Regions from separate parts of the Sus scrofa genome. Here region 1 is linked to region 2. The links are chromatin contacts, called in public Hi-C maps. All regions are on one chromosome and are shown on one strand. The core of a region is the stretch at or near the end of the contact, and the rest is flanking DNA. Distances in the headings are between cores, read along the strand shown. Region 1 overlaps SEMA5B (semaphorin-5B). Region 2 overlaps PDIA5 (protein disulfide-isomerase A5).

The links. A called contact is a pair of places that touch in the nucleus more often than the background predicts.
Region 1: a contact with region 2 is called in a Hi-C map of liver, with 10 times the contacts expected there. The contact joins two enhancer-like sites. A contact is called at or near these places in 2 of 47 Hi-C or Micro-C datasets (heart right ventricle and liver).

What each region holds. Positions count from the first base shown.
Region 1 is chr13:137,481,737-137,488,594 of Sscrofa11.1, reverse strand. All of the region lies in intron 1 of SEMA5B (semaphorin-5B), which reads right to left. Among named protein-coding and RNA genes, the nearest start is that of SEMA5B, 41 kb to the right of the region's middle. Within about 2 kb of position 2,029, at least 6 of the 83 cell types and tissues checked have an H3K27ac peak or open chromatin away from gene starts, as enhancers often do.
Region 2 is chr13:137,359,756-137,367,028 of Sscrofa11.1, reverse strand. It overlaps PDIA5 (protein disulfide-isomerase A5), which reads left to right. Exons shown (of 17, transcript XM_003132633.5): 4 at 4,520-4,603; 5 at 4,860-4,905. Among named protein-coding and RNA genes, the nearest start is that of PDIA5, 35 kb to the left of the region's middle. Within about 2 kb of position 1,723, at least 8 of the 83 cell types and tissues checked have an H3K27ac peak or open chromatin away from gene starts, as enhancers often do.

The sequences.
Region 1 (6,858 bases), core at 780-3,279, 120 kb before region 2:
AGGAGCGGGCAGGTAAAGTGCCCTGGAAGTGGCTGTGAGGCAGGAGTCGGCATCCCCAGGACTGCAGACCTGCCAAACTTCCTCTCCATCCACAGGGCTCCAAGCCTACCCTGCAAAGGTGACCCATCCTGTTTTAGGGCAGTGCCACCTAGCTTCCTCTAAATGGAGCTTTGTTCTTGATGCCCAGCCTCCTTAAGTCCCCAGGTAGGAGCCTGCAGGTCTAGGCTCCCTCTTCCCAGGGGCTCCAATAGGTGAAAACACACTCCAGCTCTCATCTGCTTGCTCATTACAAGAAGTGGAGATTTACTCCCGAGGCCTTCATTATCACCTAATTGTGTTCCCACTAAAAACTCATTAATTAGCCATTCTAATGCTGTCAACACATTTAAATAGACTCATAGACCTACAGACATTTAGAGTTGGAAGAGAACTTTGGCAAGTCCAACCTGTTTGACCCCCTCAGGTTAGAAATAAGGAGAGTGAGGCCCAGAGAGGTTAATGGACTCAACCAAGGTCACACAGCAGGCTAGTAATGATGCTGAGGCTAGAAACCCACGTCATTGTGTTTCAGCCCAGAGTCCCTGCTTCCTACCACACCACTTTCTGGAAAAAAAAAAAAAAAAAAAGCAATGTCACCCTTCACCTTCAATCATCTATTCTAGATTGAGGTGTGACCCCAGCTGGAAGAAAATATAAATGTGGAATTTTAAGTAGATTTTTAGAAATGATAATATATGTACCCGAGCCAGATGGTGATCAGCTGAAACATGCTAACGAGTGTCGTGCCTTCTGAGACTGAGGACCAGAGATGCATAAACTGGACCAGCAGAGCTAGAGGCTGGCTCCGGGGAGACCAGCAGCATCAGGTTAATCCGATTCTTGACGCCCACCTGGACTTCCTGGCCCAGAAGCTCTGGAGTGGGGCCCAAGAATCTGCATTTTGAGTACCACCAGCTAAAAGAGGAAGCAACAATACACATATACAACTGTGGAGACCAAGAGGAAAGGACAAAGTGTGGTTCAAGTAGATAGCTGACAGAGTTCCTGTCGTGGCGCAGCAGAAACGAATCCAACTAGGAACCATGGGGTTGCGGGTTTGATCCCTGGCCTCGCTCAGTGTGTTAAGGATCCGGCATTGCCGTGAGCTGTGGTGTAGGTCACAGACGAGGCTTGGATCTGATGTTGCTGTGGCTGTGGCATAGACCAGCAGCTTAGCTCCAATTCAACCCCTGCCTGGGAACTTCCATATGCCACACCTGTGCCCCCCCCACACAAAAAAAGCAAGTAGACAGCTGATGAAAGGAATAGGAGAATAGCCTTCCAGGAGGCTCTGATGAGCGAGGGCAGGAGCTGGCACCAGGGAGGCTCAGCCCGGGAACCATGTGGCTGCCCACGCTGGAGCCAAAGTTCTCAGTCATGGCCATGTGCCCACTGGTCATGAGGCAAGTGTCTGCAGGGACAGCAGTTTCAACTGGAGGTCCAGGCAGGAATAGCAAATAGCTGCCCAGCACTCCATGCACACTGGGCACTGTCCAGAGTCCTCAGGATTGTCAACAGATCCGGTCCTGTCTGAACTCTGTGAAGTGGGGACACTGTTTTTACCCCACCCCATGACGAGGAAGCAGGCTAGGAAATGAGTCACAGGGCCAGGAACGGGAACCTGGACCTTCTCCATGCTGCCTCCTGCCTCCAGAGAAGATCAGAAGCTCACTGTCCGGCCTGAGGTGCACAGCATTTCTCTATGGGTGTGTGTGTGTGTGTGTGGTGGTGGAATGTTTTTAGGGAGGCACCTCACCTGTGCACTGCATCTCTGGCTTCTGCCACCAAATGACAATAGGATTCCCAAGTCACTCTGACAGCCAAGACACCTGTATATGTGACACTAGGGCCCACCCAGAAGCTCCACCTGGGTGGGAATCAAGGATGGGGTGGGAAGAAGCACCCAATCCCAAAGGATTGCCTTGCTCTGCAAGGGACTGTGCTGGAGGGAGCTGGCCAGGCCACAGAAGGCCGTGCCGGGGGGAGCAGGGTGGATGTTGTAGCCAAGAGGCCCTCAAAGCTTATGCTACTGAGCAGCTGCAGGAGGGGTGGGGAAGGGTGATGTGGGAGCAAGAAGGAAAGGAGTGAGAAGCCACAAACTCAGGCACGGAGGCTTGAAAGGGCAAAGCCAGGTGAGTCTGAGGGTAGGATTCACCTCAACTGCCTTCAATTGACCTCAGCACCTCCACCTTCTCTCACACAGCTCTCAGAGGCTGGCCACAGCTCTCGGAATCTCAGAGGGTGAGCTTTTCTGCAGAGGCCTGGGTACAGCAGTAGGAGTATTGTGGAGAAAAAAAGCAGCAAGTCTGAGAACCAAGCCACAGACTTTGCTGAAGAAACAAGAAACCATCTGCCCCCCCTCCCACCACTTTTTTTAACCCTGGCTGCTGACAGCAGGAAAGTCACAAAGAGCTGCAGTGGCCCTGAATGGGCTGGGAGGGCCCTCTGTCCCCTTTCGTAGGGAACACCGACCCTCCCCCCCCACTCTACATCTCTGCATCAGATGTGGCATCAGGCACTGTGGGGGACCTTCAAACCCTTCTCTCATAGTATTTATTCCACAGCAGCCCTAATGCAGCCACCCCTTCTTTTCCCACCTCTCTTCCCTTCAAAATTCCCAGGGACCAAAAATCCAGAACATATTTGTAATGTACTGACGATTGCTTTCACACAATATAAGCTAAGTTCACACCCACTCATCCCCTTAAAAGCCCAGGCCTGACAACTCCGGCATTCAGCCTCACAGTGAGTGGCCAGGAAAGGTACTTAGAGGCAGAGGGAGTGAGCACAGATAATCCATAGAGCAGAACACCAAGAGGCCATGACATTCCTCAGGCATTTATTGGCTAACATACTCCTTTGAAAAGTCGGAAAGTCTACCAGGTTAAGTAAAAGCTAGATGCTGTGCATCCTACAGGAACAACGTGAAACATAAGCCTTGCCCTCCAGGAAACGAGATACACACACAATGTCATTATCAAAACAATGTCAAAATAAGTATTCGACATAATAATTTCTATCGATGCTTGGAAGGGAAGGAGAGATCAGCTCGGCAACTGAAGGCAGAGGAGTGGGAGCGGGCTGTGCATCCCAGCGTGTCAGGCGTCGTTAGCGAGGCCCTGGTGGGAGAAATCCAAGTGCAGGAAAAGGAAATGAACGGAAATGGGTTCAGTCCGTGAGGCAATGGGGAGGGAAGAGCAGCTAGACAGCATCATTCCTGGGGAAGGGCAGCTAGGGAGCATTATTCTTGGGGCGCTGTGCTGGGTTTCGGAAGACAGGCATCATGGATGGGGACATGCAGAGGGCTAACATTTTTTTCTTTTTAAGGCCACACCTGAGGCACGTGGAAGTTCTGGGCTGGGGTCGAATCAGAGTGGCAGCTGAGCCCTAAGCCACAGCCACGGCAACAGCAGATCCGAGTCGCATCTGCAACCTATGGCCACAGTTTGAGGCAACGCTGGACCCGCAACCCACTAAGCCAGGCCAGGGATCGAAGAACCCCTATCCTCACAGGGACGATGTCAGGCCCTTAATCTGCTGAGCCACAATGGGAACTCCAGGGCTAATTTCATAACTATTCTGTGAAGCCAGTGCTTTGTACACTGAAGGAAAAATGTGATCCCCTCACATTTTGGATATGCATTTTTAAATATACACAAGGGGAATGCGTTCTCTTGGAAGCAGACCTGCTTCTGAGCTCCCAAACGCCTGTGTGCGGATGACCATCATGAGACAAGTCCCAGGCAAGGGACACCCAGGTTTGACATTCCATTTTTAGCAGCAAAACTGGCAAGACCAGGCAGACAGAGGCAAATACCGGCTTTTCTTCCAATGGAGAGAACAACCCAATTTGAAAAAGGAGTACCAATTAGCTAGGTGAGAAGCTCAAGCTGTGAATCCTGAAGAGCTTTAACCTGATGGTGAATCACAAATCTCAGGGCGCAGTGGGAGGTAGAGGTAGTCCCATCCTGGGGCCTGAGCCCTGGCTCTTATCATTATGTTATTGGCGGCTCTTAGCGACCAACGGAGCACCAGTTTAAGAGAAGTCATTTAAGAGAGGCTTCTCTTTTTTTCTCTTATAGACACACTCTTAGCATATGGAAATACCCAGGCTCAGGGTGGGGTCAAGTCGGAGCTGCAACTGAGGTCTACACCACAGCCACAGCAACAGTGGATCTGAGCCACATTGGCCACCTACGCTGCAGCTTGCAGCAACACCAGATCCTTAACCCACTGAGCGAGGCCAAGGATCGAACCCAAATCCTCATGGACACTATGTTGAGTTCTTAACCCACTGAGCCACAACGAGATCTCCAAGAGAGGTTTCTTTTTGAGCACTTATTTCAAAAGAAAGTGCTTTGGGTGCCATTTCAACATTAAATTTGGTAAGAACTAATTATGAAATTAAGCTTCATGTAAATCCACTGACCTTTGGTTTTTTATCTGTAAAATGGTGATCCCGACCCTACTTATTTCCCAAGATAAGGATGAGGTGGTGTTTTGGAAACCAGAAAGCACTACTGAGAAATGACCCAAGTTGGAGTTCCTGTCATGGCTCAGCAGAAATGAATCTGACTAGGAACCATGAGGACACAGGTTGGATCCCTGGCCTCGCTCAGTGGGTTAAGGATCCGGTGTTGCCGTGAGCTATGGTGCAGGTTGCAGACGTGGCTCGGATCCCAAGTTGCTATGGCTGTGCTGTAGGCCAGAGGCTGCAGCTGCAGTTCGACCCCTAGCCTGGGAACCTCCATATGCCACAGGCGTGGCCCTAAAAAAGGCAAAAAAAAAAAAAAAAAAAAGCCCAAGTTGAGAGTGTACGGTGTATCTTTAACATCCTACCAAACCTGTTAGGTAAAGAGCAACAAACACATATAATTGCCAACAAGAAGGAGAAAGTACCTGCAGATGCATGCAGACTGATGAGTTTAAGTCAATTCAATTTTTTTTGGCTGCACCTGCAGCATGCGAAAGTGCCCAGGTCAGGGATCCAACACCCACCACAGTCGTAAAGACAGCCAGAGCAGTGACAACGCCGGAACCTTAACGTGCTCTCAGCCATGAGAGAACTCCAATTTAAAAATTTTTTGAATGTCCAGTCTGAAGCGACAGGGAAAAGTACTGGGGACACAAAGGTAAATAAGAAGCAGTTATTATCCACCTGGAAACTCTCAAGGAGAAACAAGCCCCCACAGCAAAATCACCACCAAACTTCTGAGAAACCAAGACAGAGTGACAGAGATGCATACGAAAACCTTCAGGCTTCAGCCAGAACCCACTCACTACTATTATGTATATTCCATATTTATCCACTGGTATGCTTTTAGTCACAATGAACCAAAAAAGCAGTTCGAAACAAAGAATATGTAATAATTCACAAGAGGAGATTTAGAGGCTCAAAAAACCCATCTCGTTCACAGTCCCATCTCTTCTCTCTGCTAGCCTCTGTAGTTCCACATCCCTCTCTGCCAACCTCACTAGGCTTTTAGCCAAAGAAAGTTCTGGAAGTTATAATTCAGCTGCCGAGCAATCAGGGTTGCCTGTCTTTTCATTCACACCTGCATGGAGAATGGCCTTTAGTGGCTTTCCATTGTGAGTGAGGAAGAATTTTCTCAGAAATCAGCCAAGAACCTCTCTTCAAATCCCACTACTCAAAATTCTGTCATTTCATCACATGATACGACTTATATGTGGAATCTAAAACAACGATACAGGAGTTCCTGTTGTGGCTCAGAGGAACCATCCAACTAGGAACCATGAGGTTGCGGGTTCAATCCCTGGCCTCGCTCAGTGGGTTGGGGATCCAGCATTGCCGTGAGCTGTGGTGTAGATCACAGACATGGCTCAGATCTGGCATTGTTGTGGCCATGGGCGTAGGCCAGCAGCTATAGCTCAGATGAGACTCCTAGCCTGGGAACTTACACATGCCATGGGTGCAGCCCTAAAAAGACAAAACAAAGCAAATATAAAAATAAAAAATAAATAAAGCAATGATACAAATGAATTTATTTGCAAAACAGAAACAGACTCCCAGATGTTGAAAATAAACTCATGGTTACCAAGGGGGAGGGATTGGGAGCTTGGGGTTGGCATATGCACACTATTGCATGCGGAATGGGTAGTCAACAGGGACTTGGATATACACAGCCCAGGGAACTCCACTCAATATTCTGTGATAACCTGTTTGGGAAAAGACTCTGAAAAAGAATGGATATGTGCATATGTATAACTGAAGCTCTTGGTGGTACAGCAGAAATTAACACAATGTTGTACACAAACTATCCTTCAACAAAATTGTAAGATTCAAAAAAAAATTGTGTCGTTTCCATTTATGACTTGACCCCTAACAAAGGAAAAGAATATCTCCTTAAACCCAAGGCTCACCTCCTTGGGCTGAGGTCAATTCCAAATGTCACTGCTGCTACTCAGGGAGGGTCGACCAGGAGTTAACCACAAGATGCCCTACTTGGTTATAAGGACTTCCGTTATCCATTTTCCAAGCCCATATAATCAATGCAAATTAAAAGTGAAATTTGCTTTAGGCAGGTACATTTTGTCTAGCAAAACGGGACATCAGTCAGCGAGAAGCACAGCTGGAAAAACTAAAAAGCAGGCACAAAAACACAAAACCTCAGGGGGCCATTTGGTATAAGCAAATCGTCCCATAAGCCCCACTGAATTATAGCCCAGTACATTAATTAAGGTTCCTAACATGCCCCTGGGACATCAAGAAAAGGTTACATTTATGCTTGCATGCCTCTGTTTAAAAAGGCAGAGACGCATGTAATACATTTTATAGAGAATCACAAACCCAGAGGCTGA
Region 2 (7,273 bases), core at 474-2,973:
AAGGGGAACAGCCACCCCTGGGAGGATCCGTGTCTTGGGAGTCCCTTCCTCAGCAGGGCTAGTGACCTGCCGACAAGGCCTGGCCATGGTGAAGGCCCCGCTACATCAGGCCTGTTCTCTGGCTCTTGGCTCTGTCCTCAGCCACATCCTTGCATATAGTCCTCAGTATCTGGCACCTCGCAGTCACTCTGATGGTGTTTCTTGTGCCTCATCTTGCGTTTTCTTTGCGTCTCTGTAACGGGGGCACGTCCCACCTTTTCTCTCCTACCTTCTCTTGGGTCATAGGTCCTTTTGCTCAGACTCCCTGTGTTAGACCCGGCAGGTGGAAGAAAGATGTTCCCTTCCTTGATGGGGAAATGGACCTTAGGAAGGCTGGGATAGCCAAGGGCACACAGTGGCCAAGACAGGTTGGGGGCCTTGCCTCTAGCCCTCAGAGTCATCTGCTTTCCACGCACTGCAGGAGGCTGCCCGGCTGAGCCGGATCTGGCTGGTGGGCTAAGAGAGAGATGACGAGGTTCAGATCTTTGTGATTCTCTACCACCCGTCCGGGCTTCTGGCTTCTGGTTCATCTGTCAGGGAGCCAGCCCCAGTTCTGGGAGAGACACAGCACCCCTGCAAATGCAGCCTGCCTTGATGTGTTAGCAATACATGACCCTCTAGGGGAATAGAAAGCTCCACCCAGCTCATGTAGACAACTCCCGCATTTTACAGCTGCAGAAACCAGGGCCCCGCCAGAGGTCACAGGCTAGCTAGTGACAGCACCAGATCTAGGAGCCATCAGTCGCTCCAGCTAGCAGTGACTCCAGGGAGGGTTTGCCACTTGGGCTGCTTGGAAAATCATGCGCCTCCCCTTCCTGAGCCTTCAGCACCTTATTTCTTCTCTTTCTTCTCGCTCTCACCACCCCCTCCCCCTTCCATCCCTGGGTCTGACTGCCGGCAGTGTGGGTTGCCAGTCCTTGGAGTGATCGTCACAGAACGTGAAGATCTAGTAAACACAGCACCACGTACCTGCAGCCACTCCACACTGCTGGCCAGCCACCCACAACAAAGTCACATGAAAACGCCCAGTGTACGTGTCTGTCTGGGCCGGTGTGGGGAGGGAGGTGTGTCCAGGCTGCACCGATCTTCTTCCACATTCTTTGTAGAGGAGAGCCAGGGTGGGGGGAATGCAGCAGGTGATGGGCAGAGGGCAGGGGGGCTCCAGCCTCCCCAGCAGAGAGGGCTGGTTCCCGCAGGGCGGTCAGGGGAGTGACAAGTGAGGGCATCTCCCTGGCCAGTCCACTCTCTGGCTGCCCCTCGCTTCATCCCAGCAAAGCAGCTCATTTCCCTGCTCTCTGCCTTGGTCTCCTTCACCCCAGGGCCCCCGTCCCTGGCCAGGGAGGGGAGGGAGCCAGTAGATCAATTAATTGTGCTTCATCTATCAACCTGGATCCTTTTAAGTCCCTGAGCTTGGGTAATTTCTCTCCCCTTCTTGAACTCTTTGGGCTTTTATCATCTATACTGCACAATTAGTGGGTATGAGTGCACATACACACGCACACTCACATGTATGCACACACACACACACTCTGAAGGGCAGAATCATAGGAGGGAGGTGGGGCTGATCTGAGAGCACTGTGAGGAATTGTCCCCTGGCAGGGTTCCTGGAGCTCAGTAGGCAGAGCCCAGAGCCAGCAGTGAGCGCCTTGTCCCAGCGCAACAAGCCAGCATCACTCACTCACTCACTCGCCAGGCTATTTATAGAGTGGCTGCTATGTGCCAGCAGCCATTGTAACCCTGGGGAACCAGCTGTGAACCAAACAAAGCCCTCACCTTGGTGGAGCAAACTTTTCGAATGGGGGCAATAGTCAGTGGACATGGTGGTCAGGTGTGGAGAGAAATTGGGGCAGGGCATGTGGCTGTGCAGGAGGAGGGTGCCTGAGGCTCTGGGGTCTGTGTCACAGGTGCTCAGAGAGGACAAGAAGCCAGCTCCCCTCTGAGAATGTGTACAGCATTCATATGCATGTGGGAGCAGGGGTGGGGGCGGGGAAGAGGAGAAAATCCTCCCGGGATGTCCCATAACCTAAGGACTGAGGACGGAAGAGGGTTGACAGAATCTGCCACAGGGAGTCCTGTGGCAGGGAGGGAGATGAACTGCCGTGGAGCCAGAGGCTGTGGGCAGGGCTGGGCATGCCTGGCCCTTGGGGAGGCTCCTGGCCCTCCCTGCTCCACCCAGCCCGGTGTTGGTCCTAAGTCTGGCCTGAGCTCACCAGGACAGTGAGGCTTTCCCAAGGAGTGGGCTCCCTGCAAGCTGGTGGGGGGAAGGAATCGGGGTTGCAATGCCTGGGCTGTGTGCACTCCTCTCTGCTTTGCGAAGTCACAGGAGGAGGCTGCCAGCCAGGCTCGAGGGAGGAGAGAGCCAGCGTTGGGCTTCCTTGCCTTTTGGGCACGCCCGCTGGATGTCAGCATGGGCAAGGGAGGCCGCAGGCACCCGGAGCTGGCTCCTGTCCCAGCTGCTATATGTTGTCACATTTGGGTGGACAGGAGGTGGTCACGGCAATAGTTGCACACAGCAGAACCAAGCCGACAGGCAGAGTGCCAAGGGAATGGTTGTAAACGTCCCAGTTGAGCCCTCCCGTCTCTCATGGGGCAGGGAAAGGGCACCTCAGACACAGTTGTCACACAGACCTGCTGCCTGTCAGTGTGACTTCACCACAGAGCACCTGCGGGACAGGGAAGACCCAAACTGCAGTGGCTGTCATCAGTAGGGGTGCCTGGCATCCCCACAGGGCTTTAGGGTAAGCGTTGATCCACTTGGCGTGTGGGCTGCCTTTCCAGTGCCTCCTGATGCATGCCCTCGGCCCTTCTGGATCCCCTTTGCACCCCAGCTTATCCCAGCTCTCTGGTCTCCTTATCTTAGAAGGCCCTCCCCACTTTGGGGGGCCAGCCAGAGCCATGTCACTACCCTTTTCCTGCCTGAGTTCATTCTGCAATTCTCGAGTCCCCTGTTGGCTAGGCCGTGAGGTGGAAGCTGCAGTGGCTGCTCTGATGACTGTCATCCGTAGGACCACATGAGGAGGGAAAGCTCTAGGCCTGGGGTGTGGGGGGAGCCTGAAAACACCCGACACTCCCCCTTCCCGCCCACATATACCAGTCCTGAGAGATATGCTTCTTGAATTGCAAATTGCATCTTTACACTTAAAATGAGGTCCCATCATTTTGCTTGTCCATTGAGGAGTGTGGCTTTTGGAGTTGAGCTGAATGGTTTAATGAGTCCATCTGCTTTGGGGCGGGTGCACAGCCGTATGAGGCTGATGGCTGTGGAAGGTGGCGAGGTAGGGAAACAGGTGGGAGTTGACGGGACTTCCGTCAGGTGGCTCTCTTACCTGGCAGAGCAAGGCTTCCCATGAGGGGTAGTCAGTGGGAACCGGTGGGGATCGGGGGACCGAGATACCATCACTGAGTCTGTTGGGATGTGGCAGGAGGGCTGTGGAGTACGGAGCAGGGCCCTGCGGGTGAAGTAGCGGGCTGCCCCGGCTGGCTGTTGGGCAGACTTGGCTGAGCGGGTGAGAGCAGGTAAGGTCTCCAAGGGGGCTGGAAAGCTGAACCTCGTGATAGTGGGAGAGAGGTCAGGGGAAGGAGGAAGAGCCCAGGACAGTGGCAGGCCTCAGAATTACCCTGATGGCTCCTTAAAACACAGTTGACTGGAGGACCCGCTAGGAATTTTGACTAGGTCTGGGATGGGGCTGAGACTTTGCACTTGTCACAGGATCCCGGGTTGTGCTGCTGCTGCTGGTCGAGAGCCCACGTTCTGAGGTCCCTGGTCTAACAGAAAGGGAACCAGGATTAGAGGAGGGCGTGCGTGAGCACTTGGTAAGCAGAGAAGGGCATCCGGCAGACGTTTCTCATTAGAAGAGTTGCGGGGGTCTGACAGTGCAGACGCTAGCGCGTCTCTGAACCCTTCCCTTTCTCCCTTGGCTTTTGTCACTTCCCGGTCAGATTTCATAACCTCTGCAGTATCGTAGGACATTCCCTCCCACCCTGGTGGCATGTGACACACATCAGAGGTTTAAAAAATGAAAACTTGCCAGGGCCGCAGGCAGAGCTTCTGGAGTCACGATCTGGGATGGGCCAGGGAATCAGTATTTAAAAAAAAAAAAAAAACTTCCTCAGGTGATTCTAAAGAGCAGCCAGGACTAGGAACCACTGTTCTGAGTTTGTTTTTCTTCTTAGAATGGGCCATGCGCCCCCTAAGCTTTCGGGTTTTTTTTTTTTCCCCCAGTCTGGACCCATCCCGTTGCTCCTTCCAGGTAGTGATACAACCTTCCCACCTACTTGCCCCTCTTCCCAGATCAGTCCATAACCTCGTGGTTTCTCTCCTTCCTCCAGTTTTCTGAGAACCTGTGTATAGTGACGACCTCTCCTGTATTGAGAATTCTAAGATACCCACTTTATTCTTTGGCCACCAGCAGATTTTACCCTGTCGCCACCTTTGTGAGGTCTGCAGGTACCAGGTGGTCCCCACATTTGTGTCTTTCAGGGACGCAGAGAGTAGGAAATTGTGTAAGAAGATGAAAGTTGACCTGAGCGCAAAGGACAAAAAGGTTGAATTATTCCATTACCAGTAAGTACACGTGGGCATTTCTAATTTCCAAGCAAATGCTGAAAGCTTTCATTGGTATTCTCTGCGAACAGCGATTTTTAGTGAGATTAATTTTATTTCAGAATGATTTTTTCCCCCCAGTGTTTACAATTACTGCTTAAAAAAAAATCTTGAACTGTGTTCAATAGCTGAATCTTATTAAATGCTGCAGGAAACTAAAGGTAAGTGTCTTCACAACCATTCATAAAGTTAACACCTTTTTCTCCTCATTTGACAGGGATGGTGCATTTCATACTGAATATAACCGAGCTGTGACATTTAAGGTAAATTTGCCTCCTCGTTCTTAGCACAGGAGGAAGGGCAGAGAGTAGAGGTGCCCTTCCAGATGACCTGGGGCGGGAGTCTCTTCTCTAGAGTACAGATCAGCAGAACGTCTGGAAAAGTTGTCACTGTTAAACCAGTGGGGATAACCCGCCTTGTAGACAGATTGTGCCTCTGAGGGCAGCTGTCCAGTGAGGCACGTGGCGTCACCCTATCCCTGCAACCACCAAGGTTTGAGCTCCCTTCAGTGTGGCTTCAGAGCCTTCACAGGGTCTCCCACAGGCCGGAGGGGGCTGGCGGTGCCCAGGTTAGCACAGCATGCAGGACCCGGGCAGGGCAACACCTTTGGGGCTGATGCAGCTCGTTATGGATGAGATGCCGAGATCACTGAGATAGATGCTCCCTGCTACAAATCCAGTTCAGGAGATGGAAAAGCATAGGTGAAAATCAGCATGGAGCTTTTTGGTTTCTGTTTGGAGGTTGTGTTCGGTTTAGAGTTAGCTGTGTTTGGAGATCCTGTGACCTGAAGGTGCCATCCTGTTATCACAAAGCAGCCCCCACCCCCTCCACCCCCAGCCTTGAGTCTTTCCGCTGCCTTTGGATTCTCCTCCTTCAACAGGCGCATCCCCTTCCTCAAATCAGCCTCCTTCTGCCTCTGGTCCAGACGGCATCACTCCTCCCTGGCCGCGGCCATGTGTCTCTGCTGTTCTCAGCACATGCTGAGCCCACCCTCTCTGACTCCTGCTTCCCAGACTGTGTTGGACCCTGCGCTCCTCTCTCTGTGTCTCTCTCTTTCCATCTGTTTCCTTCCATCCTTTCCTGTCTGTCCATCTGTCTGTGCAGCTGTCAGTATCACTCTCCCGCTGCCTTTCTCCCCCCTCATCTCCCTGGTCATTTCTTGTTTCTCCGCTAACACTTGTTCTTTTTTAAGTTGCCACAGCTTTTGCCTTATACAGACTCAGCGTGATGACTCATCATCTTAACACCCACTTAGATGCTTAGAGAAAATTCTACCAACTAGAGTTACTTAACCCCCCTTACGCTGTGTTAAGTCGTCAGCTGAAGTCGTTGAAGGGAACACGTGCTCCCCAGGAAGAAGACTTAGCTGGATGGGGTGGGGGAAGATGCTGATGGAAAGAGGTAGCAAGGCTTTTTGGTTTCTGTTTGGAGGTTGTGTTCGGTTTAGAGTTAGCTGGCCTTGGAGGAGTCTGTCCTGGGCTTGTGGAGCAGGGCAGAGCAACTGCTTAGAAGCGTAGTAGCACGAAAGGAGCCCAGGTGGTCTGAGCTCACCTGGGTGGGGGAGGCCGAGTCCTCGCCTCTGTCTGTCTCCTTAACAGAAACCAGGTGAGGGGCATCTGCTTGCTCCCAACCTGATGTAATTTATGCATCAACAAGCTGGAGAAGTGTGCTGAGCATCGTGCAGGATCAGGGTCTTGGGTGGAGAGAAGGCGTCCTTGGTCCCAGGGTCCCCCAAGCCCAAGGGGCCAAAAAGGACAAGGAGAGTCCCTGGGGTCTCAGGTGGAGGGCGGAGGCCGAGGTCCCCATGACTGCCTCATGGCTCCTGCTTCTTGGGGGAGCGGCTGAGACCAAAGCCTCTCTTGATCACCACTTGATTTTCTTGTCATGTTTTTCCTGAGCCTCTATCTCCAGAAAGAGAGGAGCCCCTGGGCGGGGTAGGTGCATGGTCTCAGGCTCAGGGTCTGGCTGTTGTGGCTGTCACCCTGTATGGCTCAGTGGGGACCTGGTGAGAGGGACTAGGGCAGAGGCCCTGGAGTCCAGAGGCCACATAAGTGAGGATTAAGAGCAGGAAACTCTAAAGAGAGGGTCTTCCTGTATGAGCGGTGTTTTGCTTGTCAGCGACTCACCGGCAGAATCCTTACTGTGCATGAGTGGTGAGGACCACAGGTGGCCAGAAGGCAAAATTCAGACGGCCCCCTGTGACCTTCTCCCAAAGCCTGTGGCTGTGGCGTCCCAGCCATGAAGACCCAGCTGTAGGGTGTTGGGCCATTTCCCTGGGAGTCCGTGCACCCCAGGGACGGCTGAGGGCGGGTCCCAGGCGCTCCTCCCTGCAGACCCTCCCACCCACAGTCAGTAGTTAGGCTGATGTGGAGAGAAAGAACCAATGGCTGGATTATCCAGCTTCAACTAGGAGCAATCGTCACCTGAAAAGCAAAAGATTGCTCTCATGAAGGTTTCGATTGTTTCGTTCAAAGAGGTGATTTCCTCCCTTTTTCCATTCCCACCCGTCCTTTTTCCTTGATGCCAAGGCAGGGGTGGGGGCGCTAACCCTTTAACTGGGCTCGTGCTGGGTTAGGACAGGAGCCCCAAGAGCAGTAATTACCTATTTTGAGTTCCTGTTCCCACTGAGAA